Linked DNA regions of Mus musculus: region 2 is linked to region 1. Evidence: chromatin contacts called from public promoter capture Hi-C data. All regions are on one chromosome and are shown on one strand. The core of a region is the stretch at or near the end of the contact, and the rest is flanking DNA. Distances in the headings are between cores, read along the strand shown.

Region 1 (4,922 bases), core at 1,504-4,003:
GAGCTAGGATGGCTCCTTCCAGTCCCAGTCACGAAGACACTGACTTCCAAATGGGTAATTAAAAGTTTGTGTAGCTCTTGAGTGTCACTGTCTCTGGGACTTCCCACCTATTTTTTATGCACTAGTCACCAGGGTGTCTGTGCTGCTGACCCCTGGGTCCTTCTGGCTCACCGGTGTCCAGAGCTGGCAGGCTGTGTGCACCCATGTGTGTGGGAGGTCCCTTCTACTCACCCAACATCAACGATGGAGGTGCTGTTCTTCACAGCCAAAGCCACACACTTCCCGCCCTCACTTGTTATTCTGTTTTTCCCTAGTCTGCAGAGAGAAGGATGCACGGTTAGGCTCTGTATCGGAACTCCACCCAGGCCATCTTCCCAGCACTGAGCCCACCATGTCTTGATGCCAGTGTGATCTTGCTCTTGGTACTCATATATCTATGCCTGGGGTCTTCTCTCAGGGAGGGACCCACAGCCTGGGACCAGTCACCCAAGGAGATTGCTCATGATCTCTGCTGGTGGTCAACCACTGGAGCCTTTCCTGGGGTTCTCTAAGTGACCCCAAGACCATCACTCACTTCAGTGATGGGGGATGCTCATACTTATTGACAAGGGCCAAGGTGCGTGTTTCCATTACCAGGAGGACTGGATGGTCATCCTGAAAGGGCTTATCTATGACAGTACCAGGGATCAAGCTCCCTGGGGAAGGAGGATCTTTCTCTGACATTCCAGAAAAGGCAATAGATACAACCCTTCTTCCTAGCCAATGGTTAGGGAGATTAAAGTGCTAACTCCCCACCAACAGGTTCACAATCCAGGCCCCACACTGGGTCATAATTCCTCCACAGGATGAGCACACCTGGCCAGTTTGGACCAGTATTGCCATGGGGCTGGCAGAGGCTTTAGGGTGAAACCTCTTTATGATAACATTGGTTCATGTAGTAATGGAAAAGGCGATCTGGGTATCTGTAGAGAAAAGCAATTTCTAAGGAGTCCCCGCCCCTTCCCCACTTACTTACTTAAGGTGCTTGAGGCCTCTGCATTCATCCAGGATTTGGGCCACATACCTGGCTCCGATATCAGTTATCTGGTTGTTGTATAAACTTGGAGAGAAAGCACAGCCAGGGGCTTTATAAGTTTCACTGTCGCTTGAACACTCTCTCCTACAGTGGGTACATGCCGCCTACTGATTTCCACTGTCTAGGTTTAAAGGGGGAACTCACAGAGCCCTGAGTTTGGGCTCTGCCTCAGCCTGGCTCCAAAGTCAGACTTCCCTTCTGCACTAAATCCTTACACGGCTCCAGCCTGTGTCACAGGAAGAATATGCCACCGTGCACAGCCCTGGCACACAATGTGGTAAATGCAGGTGATGGCGATTTACATTTTCTGAAGAGTAATGTCCTGTGTCTTTTTTTACAAAACTATTTTCCCTATCCATTCTGATTGAAATGTAAGATCAGTAAAGCAGTAAGGCTCCTCTCTGCGGTCCCCCATCATATGTAACAGAGCGGAGCATGGGACCTTTTGACTATGTGTCCTCATGCCCCAGGGTCCACGACTGAGGTCCAGGGGTATGAAGTGACAGAAAAATCAGCAGCCATGGGGCCACCTGCCTTCACTTCAATGCCAAAACCCAAAGCTCTTTGTCACTGATTTAGCAACTGACTTGGATCTCTGTGTGGTCTTTACTTAGCCCTACTTGGTTCTGAGTATTCACTCCCTTTTCTGAGGTATTTGAAGAAGGTACTAGCTAGGACCCCTCTGGCGGAATTACTACTTTTCAACATACATGCCCCTTGCTTTTGACCTAGGAATAGATCTGAAGTAGACAAGTCTAATGTATAAACAGGCATTTTAACCTCTACAAAACCTATCCCGATATGCTTTCTCTTCATATCCTCCAAACCAGCATGCCCGGATTGGGTCTCAACTGTTAAAGTAAGGAAGCTGGGGCTCCGTGAGTTTGTGATGAGCTCAGATCCTACCTAGATACTGGTTGAGCCTAAAACAGAACCCAGAACACATGTGGTGACGCATGCCTGTAAGCCCAGCACGTGGAGGCTGAGGCTGGAGGATGCCAGCACTGGCCATGGTTTCTGTCTCCAGTGGACCACATGCCTGCTAATCTTCTGCTGCTTAGAACTATGACCAGGTAGCAGGCCCAGGATCCTCAAGCGAGACTCACCCCAGGAACGTCACGATCTTATACTTGGTCAGTTCCTCACATAGCACCTTCACCCCCGTGTCGGTGATCTGGTTGACGCTGAGTCTAAAACACAACAGTGAAGATGGCCATACTCAGTCCAAAAATGTCTATAGGCAGGACCAGCAACAAGACTGTAGCCCAGCCCTGAAACAGAAGGGTCACGGAGACCAAGAAGGGCATGTGCAGCCAGCAACCTCCAACATCCTGCATTTTGGGTGTGGCTTCTCCATCCTCTCTACACAGTGGGGAGCATGAAGTCTGAACTGTGTGGGGCCACCTTTAGAGATCACTGCCACTAAGGGTACCCTTGCCTTTTAGGAGTGGGGTCAGGGCATGAGATAACTTGCAAAATACAGGACAGCACAGTCCCCACTAGAACTGACCCAGCTCCAATGCAGGAGAAGGTCGAGCATCCTGCTGCCTACGGAGATTGCTCATTTGAAGCAGCTCTGGGTGGGAAATCAGAAGCTTTCTGGGAAAGGGCGGGTCTTGGCAGCAACCCTCTCCAGCTGACTCCCAGTGCAAATGCTGCCTGTGCGGGCCAGATTGGGCACTGGCCACAAGACAAACAGGAAAACAGGGCCTCAGGGGCTGCTTCCCTATAGGTCAAAGGCCAGCCTATCTCAGAACCAGCAGAATAGCTTCTCATGACCAAAATGTACATGAGTGTATGTATTTATTGGGAGTCCAATAAGTCCAGGGCTTGCAGCATGCTAGGCTGATATGCCCCTGAGCTACCGAGAACCTTCCTCTTCGCCCCCTTGCCCATTTCCCTTTTTCTCCCCACCCCCACCCACCAAGCGATCTCTGTAACAAGCTACCCTGACCATGAAGAGGGAAAGCAGCTGAGAGACAAGGTATGAGCAGGACCCCCCACCCACACCCCTCATGAGGGGACAGGATGGGGGCAGCAGACTTTCTACACTCAAACCAACTGGCAAAATGCTCAACCCTACTGAGAGAAACAACCGGAGAAGCAAACAAAGGGTGTGGCTACGCGCCAATAAACCCTTACTAGCACAAGCTGCGGCTGAGCTGGACCCCAAACTGACATCCACGACAAATAAAAAGTGAACAGAAAAAGATGTATTATCAAGCCACATCAAAAAGATAAGGGCAGCCTCTCAGAACCTGTCCCCAAGAGTATGGTCTCTCTCAGCGCAAGCCCAGGGTGCCCACAGCACAGCTATGCCCTTAGGTCTCAAACCTGGGGACAGAAGGCTGAGATGTCTAACATATCAGAGCAGACCCTGGCTGTCAGGTTCTCCCAGCATCCCTCAGTCCATACCTGCTCCTTGCCAGCATACCCTGCCCTCTGCCCTGACCTGTCCGGCCCAGGGATTGGGCTGTCCTTCCCCCAGCTGCTCTTCCCTATATAATCCAGACATGACTATGCCAGTTCATTTTCACTCTTTCTGCTCTTTTAGACTATTGGTCTCCCATCTCCTGGCTCTCCCCTCCCCCATCTCCCCACATGGCCCAGCTTGATCTGGTCCTGTTAGCCTCAGACACTCCCAGATGTCTGCCTCGGGCTATGCTCTCCCTCATATTTACAATAAACCTTCTCCTCCACCATACCTGTAAGAAATGGTATCAGCTCAGGACCCCCAAGAGCAAGTTCTAAGCACAAAGGCGATTTCTTTGCTCCAGAGGGGACAGAGGGCAGGAATAAGAGACAAAGACAGGAGATAGTGTATGAGGGAGAAGGGTAAAGGAGCAAAGGGGTGGGGGGGAAGGGTACTTGTCCCCATAGGGACAAAGGACTGCCTCTGGATAAGGAGAAGACAGATGCAGTACAAAGGAGAATGGCAGTTTATAAAGGTAGAAGGGGAAACCCTGTGTTAGGATGAGGTGTTTAATATTAACTGGGCATGTTTATTGGGTGAGCCAAAAAGGGGGCTTTTGATTGCAGGACTTCAATACTCTCTGATAGTTGGACTTCGGTGGTCAGTCTCAGGAGGAGGAAGTATCCAAATAAGGGAACAGATGCTGGGGTTAGCTTTAGCAATGCCATTCAATTGTTTTTAGCAAGGCAGAGGGAATGGGGAAGAAGAGCGAAGTCCGACAGATCCATGCGCGTGCTGGCTAGTGTCCCTTCAGTTTCATTGACAATAGCTTTTTACGAGTGTGGCTCAATGGTAAGTGCTTGTGTGGTATGTATGGTGCCTCCAGTTCAAACTCCAATACTGAAGAAAAAAATTAAAAACAAGACATGTCCCTTTTGTGATTCCATCTGGCTACAATACTAAGTAGTTGGCTGGAGTGACCATCTTGCGTAGCCATATTGGGTCAGGATATAGAAGCCAGGTAGTAAGGCAAAAGAGAGCTGGATTTTGGGTTTGAATCAGAGAGACAACATATCAGCTTTTAATCACATATTCCTAGACTTTGCTCCAGAGAGAAATAAGATATATGTAAGCCACCAAGAGTTGATGTTTTCTCAACCTCTTTACTACAATTAATCCTACCTGATGTCTTCAAGGGACTCAAAGTGCTTCTGTGAGGTCAACCATAATATAAGCCCTGCTTTCCTATAAGCTGTTCTTTCCTCTGTGGGTGTGGAGAATGGCCAGAGAGGGCAGGATCCCACTCTGCTCCTGAGCTCCTTCTTACAGAAGTCTTCGGTTCTAGGCTGCCTTCTGTCTTCAGCTTCATACACACCGAGTCCCCACACGGTTTTCACCTAGTTCCCAGGCCTAAGAATGAGCTCCAAAACTCCA
Region 2 (4,922 bases), core at 779-3,278, 77 kb after region 1:
AAGGAAGCATTTAAATAGGGGATTGCTTACAGTTTCAGAGGGTGAGTCTGTGGTCATCATGGCAGGGCACATGGCAGCAGGTGGGCAGGCATGGCGCTGAAGCAGTAGCTGAGAGCTTATATCTTATTGGCAATTTGGATGCGGAGAGACAGCAAGACTGGGCCTGGTATGGGCTTTTGAAACCCCAAAGCTCATCACCTGCCCCATCGACAAACCTTCTCCGACAAGGCCACACCTCCCAGTAATTCCTAAAACAGTTTCATCAACTGAAGGCCAAGTGTTCTAAGGTAAGAACCTGTAGGAGCCATTCTCATTCAAACCACCAGAGAAGTCACCAGAGAAGCAAAGCAGTTGCGAAAGTAGTGAGTTATCCAGTAGTGAGGTGGGGCCTGGGAGGTGGCTCAGCTGGTGAAGTGTTTACCACACAAACGGAAGGACCTGCTCAGGTCCCCTTGTTCTGAGGATGGCTCAGATTCAGGCATGAACCACATTCCTGGCTTGGTGTTTTTGATGCAGTTATCATCCACTGGATACTGGCTTGAGATAAAGCACTTAGCATCGTTTAAGCAGCAGGACATCAGACCACTGAGGAGTTCTCACACTGGGCTGCATCATAAACACAATTTTTAAAAGCCATTTGGACCCATTTTGCATTCAGCATCCTAATTAGCCTGTACCTAGCTGGAGGACAAGTCTAGTGTCTCTTTTGTTCCCCTCTGGCATTCCCATAATTCTTTTGAGGCTCCTGTAACTTTCAGGGCTAGCATGGTTGCAGGCTATAGTTTAGTTAAGAGAAACAAACATGACCAACTGTGGTTTCAAATGCCTTTAATAGCAGCACTCTGGAACTGGTCAGCTCCAGAATTCTAATGTCTTCTAAGCAAAAATATTTGCAAATCCCTCGCAACATCAATTCTATTACTTTGACTTTCCTCTATATTCAGCTGTCCCCTCATCTGAAGCCACAGATGCTAGGAGGCAGCAGACCATGCATCTGGGTGTTAGAACCTTCCTTAGCTCTCAGTTGCCTGCATTCTACTTTCCGCTTCTATGAACTTGACCACTTTAAATACCTCATATGCTTGAGTTGGGGTTTCTATTGCTTTGATGAATCACCAGGACCAAAAGCAACTTGGGGAGAAAAGGGTTTATTTTGCTCACACTACCAGGTCACACCCCATCACAGAGGGAAGCCAAGACAGGAAACTCAGGCTGGGCAGAAACCTGGGGGGGCAGGAGCTGATGCACAGGCCTTGGAGGAGTCCTGCTTACAGGCTTGCCCCTCATGTTTTGTTCAACCTGCTTTCTTATTGAACCCAAGACCATCAGCTCAGGGGTAGTGCCACCCACAGGGAGCTGGCCCTCTCACCTCAATCACTAAGAAACTGCCCCACAGGCTTGCCTGCAGCCTGATTTTACAGAGGCATTTTCTCAATCAAGTCTCCCTCCTCTCAGATGACTCTAGCTGTCAAATTGACCTTAAACTAGCCAGCATACCATGTAAATGAAATTATGTGATGATTGTCTTTTTGTATGTGATTTATGTCACTTGGCATATGTCCTCAAGGCTCCTTCTGTGTATTTGTGTAACAACATTCACTTCCTCTTTGTGTCTGAATAATAATCCACTTAGCGCATGCATATTCCCTGTTCTTCAGCAAGAAGGCGCACTTGGAGGCTGCCACCTGCTGGCTCTCGTGACTAGAGCTTCCATAAAGTAGGGAGCTGTGTTAGGCACAACCTCAGATTAAGGTGGGCCGGCTACATTGCACAAGATCAAAGCAAGCTGTGTAGACTGCAAGCCACTCCCACCCATGCTCCTCCCCTGGCGTTCTCAGGATGGAGGGAGGGAATTTACCAGAGCTCCTACTTAGTTGCTTTTTTTCACCTTGATCCCAAATCAGCAGCCTGCATTTCAGCAAAGGGCATGGGGCCAGCCCCATCTCAGGTCCCAGCAGGCGTGGGATGTCAAACAACACCCCTCTCCACTCTCAAGAGCCCTGTGATGCTGTCCTTTAAGTCCTGCAGACAGCTAGATGAAGTTTAGTCATCATCTGAAGCACTGTAGGATGGGAAGTCAGGGGTAAGCTCATTGTAACAAAGGAAATATGCATACAAGGAAACATGCCAAAAGACCTTGAGAAGATTTGGGTTAGGTGAAGCGGGGGAGGTGGGGGGATTCAGAGCTCCAGGCCAGCCTGAGCTACATAGATAGCAAGACCCTGTATCAAAAACCAAACAACGGTGGCAGCAACAAAGGGGGAGAATATGCGACACATGGAGTGTGGTAGAGTGCGTTCCTGGCATGCCAGGGCCCCTAGATTCAATTCCTAGTGCTGCCCAAATGAATACCGGGAAATACACACCATGTAAGCCTTTCCACTTTCTTTTCCTTTCATTTCTTCCCTCGCCTAGGAGTATCCCTGGCAGCCAGTCATGCTGAACCATGTTAGACAACATTATTTCCACTAGGGGGCAGCGCTACACTGGCAAGCACAGGCATTCTCTCCTGCCACAGCTTTCCCTTCTCGCTTTACATCTCTGTTAGAGAATTGGCAGAGACCAGGTTCGCTCGGGTTGTTGTTGCTTGCTTGGTTTAGTTTGTTTTGTTTTTGAGGATACAGCTCTTTCAGCCCTTATCGGTCCATAGTATCCCACCATCTCCTGAAGATGAAGTCTGAGCTCTGGGACCATGTGATCACGGATCTGTCTTTCTAGAAAGTAACAGAGCTTCTGTCCCTTCTCAACTGTGGGCTGCCTCAGACTTTGAGAATAAGAGATTTGGGGTGATTCTGATCGATGCCACTTGTTGACTCAATACATCTCTCACCTGCAAAGCCAGGGCTGTGGTGGCCCCACGGCGTGGGGTGTGGATGGAATGAGTCCACCACAGGCCTTACCACACAGATATGCAAAGCCAAAGTCAGTTCTTAGAGATCAGCTGACTAATAAATAGTCTCTGCTGGTCTCCAGGCTTCTCCAGTTCTCTGGCCAAGAATAAACGTTACATTTTTAGTGCTCATCTCATAACCGTATTATAGCCATAGGCAGAGAGGTGGTTATTTCTCGTGACAGAAGGGGAAGCTGTTTTAAATTTCCTAAACTTCCCGATTCTCCCCAGCATGCAGGTTTTGTTTTGTAGTGCTGGGGATCAAGCTTCCTGCTCTAGCACTGAGCCGCGCAGATCTAAGCACTGGGGATCGCAACTCTTGACAATTTCCCTAAACATCCAAATGCTTTCACCCTTGTTCAGCGAGGTGCCAAAGCTGAGTGGTAGCCTAGCTATTTTAGGATCTTTAAACATGAAACATGTCCCTTGATACAGAGTAGGTAGTCAGTATTCATTTCCTAAAGAGACTTACAAATTTAGCTGCTTCGGCTTCGGATCTCAGTGTATTTTCTCAAGTTTTCTCTTCCCTTCCCTACCTCTTAAGGAGTGATCTTGCTAAGGAGTTAACTGAGCCCTCTCCCTGCTGAATTCCTCCTGGTTGGTTTTGGGCGCGTTTGAGAGCGCCCTTCACCAGAGTGCCCAGAACTCCTGACCAGAAGAACTGAAGTGGGTTCTTGAGTTGAGGTCAAATCTTTCCAGCAGTTAAGTGAAAACGCAATGCCCAGGACCACCTGGGTGGCCCAAGGCGATGCTAAAAGGAACTCAAAGCGCATCTCATGAAGTGGAAGGATGTTAGTTCTCCGTGGGCCTTGAGTGAGCTCTCCTGGGGGTGACGTGAGCAACTGTCTAAGCCTGCAAGACCTCATGCTCTGCCTCTCCCTTACGAGCTCTGTGGCCCCCAAGGCAGTGCATTGCCTTCTGGACCCTCCCTCTCCTCCTTAGCTCCTCCCTCTCCTCCTGAGCCTCTACACCTGAGCCCTCCCTCTCCTCCTGACCCTCCCTCCTGAGCCCTCCTTCTCCTGAGCCCTCCCTCTCCTCCTTAGCTCCTCCCTCTCCTCCTGACCCTCCCTCCTGAGCCCTCCTTCTCCTGAGCCCTCCCTCTCCTCCTTAGCTCCTCCTGAGCCCTCCCTCTCCCCTGAGCCCTCCCTCTCCCCCTGACCCTCCCTCCTGAGGGTGATTGCTATTGTTTGGCTCCTGTGTTCAACCCTTCAAGACCAAGGAGGATGGGCCAAGCATGACATACCTGGGGTTTCTTCCACAAAAACAAAAACCAAACCCAAACAAGTAGCATCAGCCCTGAGCAGCTGATATGGCTTAGTTCTTCCCTTGGGCTGATGTCGTCGCCACCATCACCACCATCATCATCACCACCACCATCATCATCGCCATCATCATACAGTACCAGGACTTCATGTGTGCAGGCAAGCACCAGCACTGAGTATCCTCGTGAGAATACTTTCTTTTCAGGGAACTTGAATCTGAATGGGAATCCAGGGACGGTTGCAGCCAGGCCCCTGAGGTAGAGTCCCCAAAGTGCCTGACCTTCCCAGAACCTAACCAGTTCCTCCCTTGACTCTGTAATATACCCTAGATTCCTCACGACTCAAGCTGTCCAATCATCTAGATTCCTATCTAGGTCCTCAACATGTCTAGGCCACACTGGGGTCCAGAGCTCAGGGACAGGGGAACAAGGGTTGCTCTGTGATTGCTGAGTGTTTCAGGATATATAGAAGGTACAGGGAGGGAGAAAAGCAGGCAGTTCACCTGTGTTCAGTCAGGTGGGTCTCCTTCCATCCCTGAAGCCTGAGATTTCAGTAATTATGATGGCAAAGCTGGGCACTGCCCCCTTAGGCCTCTGTTCCTAAGCAACTAAGCCCTAACAGGAATGTAGGATGGGGTCCTCTCAGCCATGTTGGGGTGGGATGAGATTTTCTCTGCTACTGCCTGTCACCCCTAGCCCCTCTGTCCAGACTACTCAAACTTGGAGTCTACACTTGGCATCCACACTGCTTTCTGCCCTTAGGAACCATAA

Evidence for each region. Capture Hi-C pulls out chosen DNA fragments and counts their contacts.
Region 2: a contact with region 1 is called in a promoter capture Hi-C map of adipose tissue. The contact joins two enhancer-like sites. A contact is called at or near these places in 3 of 484 Hi-C or Micro-C datasets (the G1E-ER4 cell line, embryonic fibroblasts and embryonic stem cells), 2 of 115 datasets of contacts at active chromatin or transcription factors (embryonic stem cells and pancreatic cancer cells) and 2 of 9 other capture datasets (adipose tissue and pancreatic islet).

The regions. Positions count from the first base shown.
Region 1 is chr6:54,937,123-54,942,044 of GRCm38.p6, forward strand. It overlaps Nod1 (nucleotide-binding oligomerization domain containing 1), which reads right to left. Exons shown (of 12, transcript NM_172729.3): 5 at 2,182-2,265; 6 at 1,016-1,099; 7 at 232-315. Among named protein-coding and RNA genes, the nearest start is that of Nod1, 33 kb to the right of the region's middle. Within about 2 kb of position 2,754, at least 49 of the 459 cell types and tissues checked have an H3K27ac peak or open chromatin away from gene starts, as enhancers often do. A contact at or near this core is called in adipose tissue, where this site is marked.
Region 2 is chr6:55,014,708-55,019,629 of GRCm38.p6, forward strand. No RefSeq gene overlaps it. Among named protein-coding and RNA genes, the nearest start is that of Gm38539, 15 kb to the left of the region's middle. Within about 2 kb of position 2,029, at least 106 of the 459 cell types and tissues checked have an H3K27ac peak or open chromatin away from gene starts, as enhancers often do. A contact at or near this core is called in adipose tissue, where this site is marked.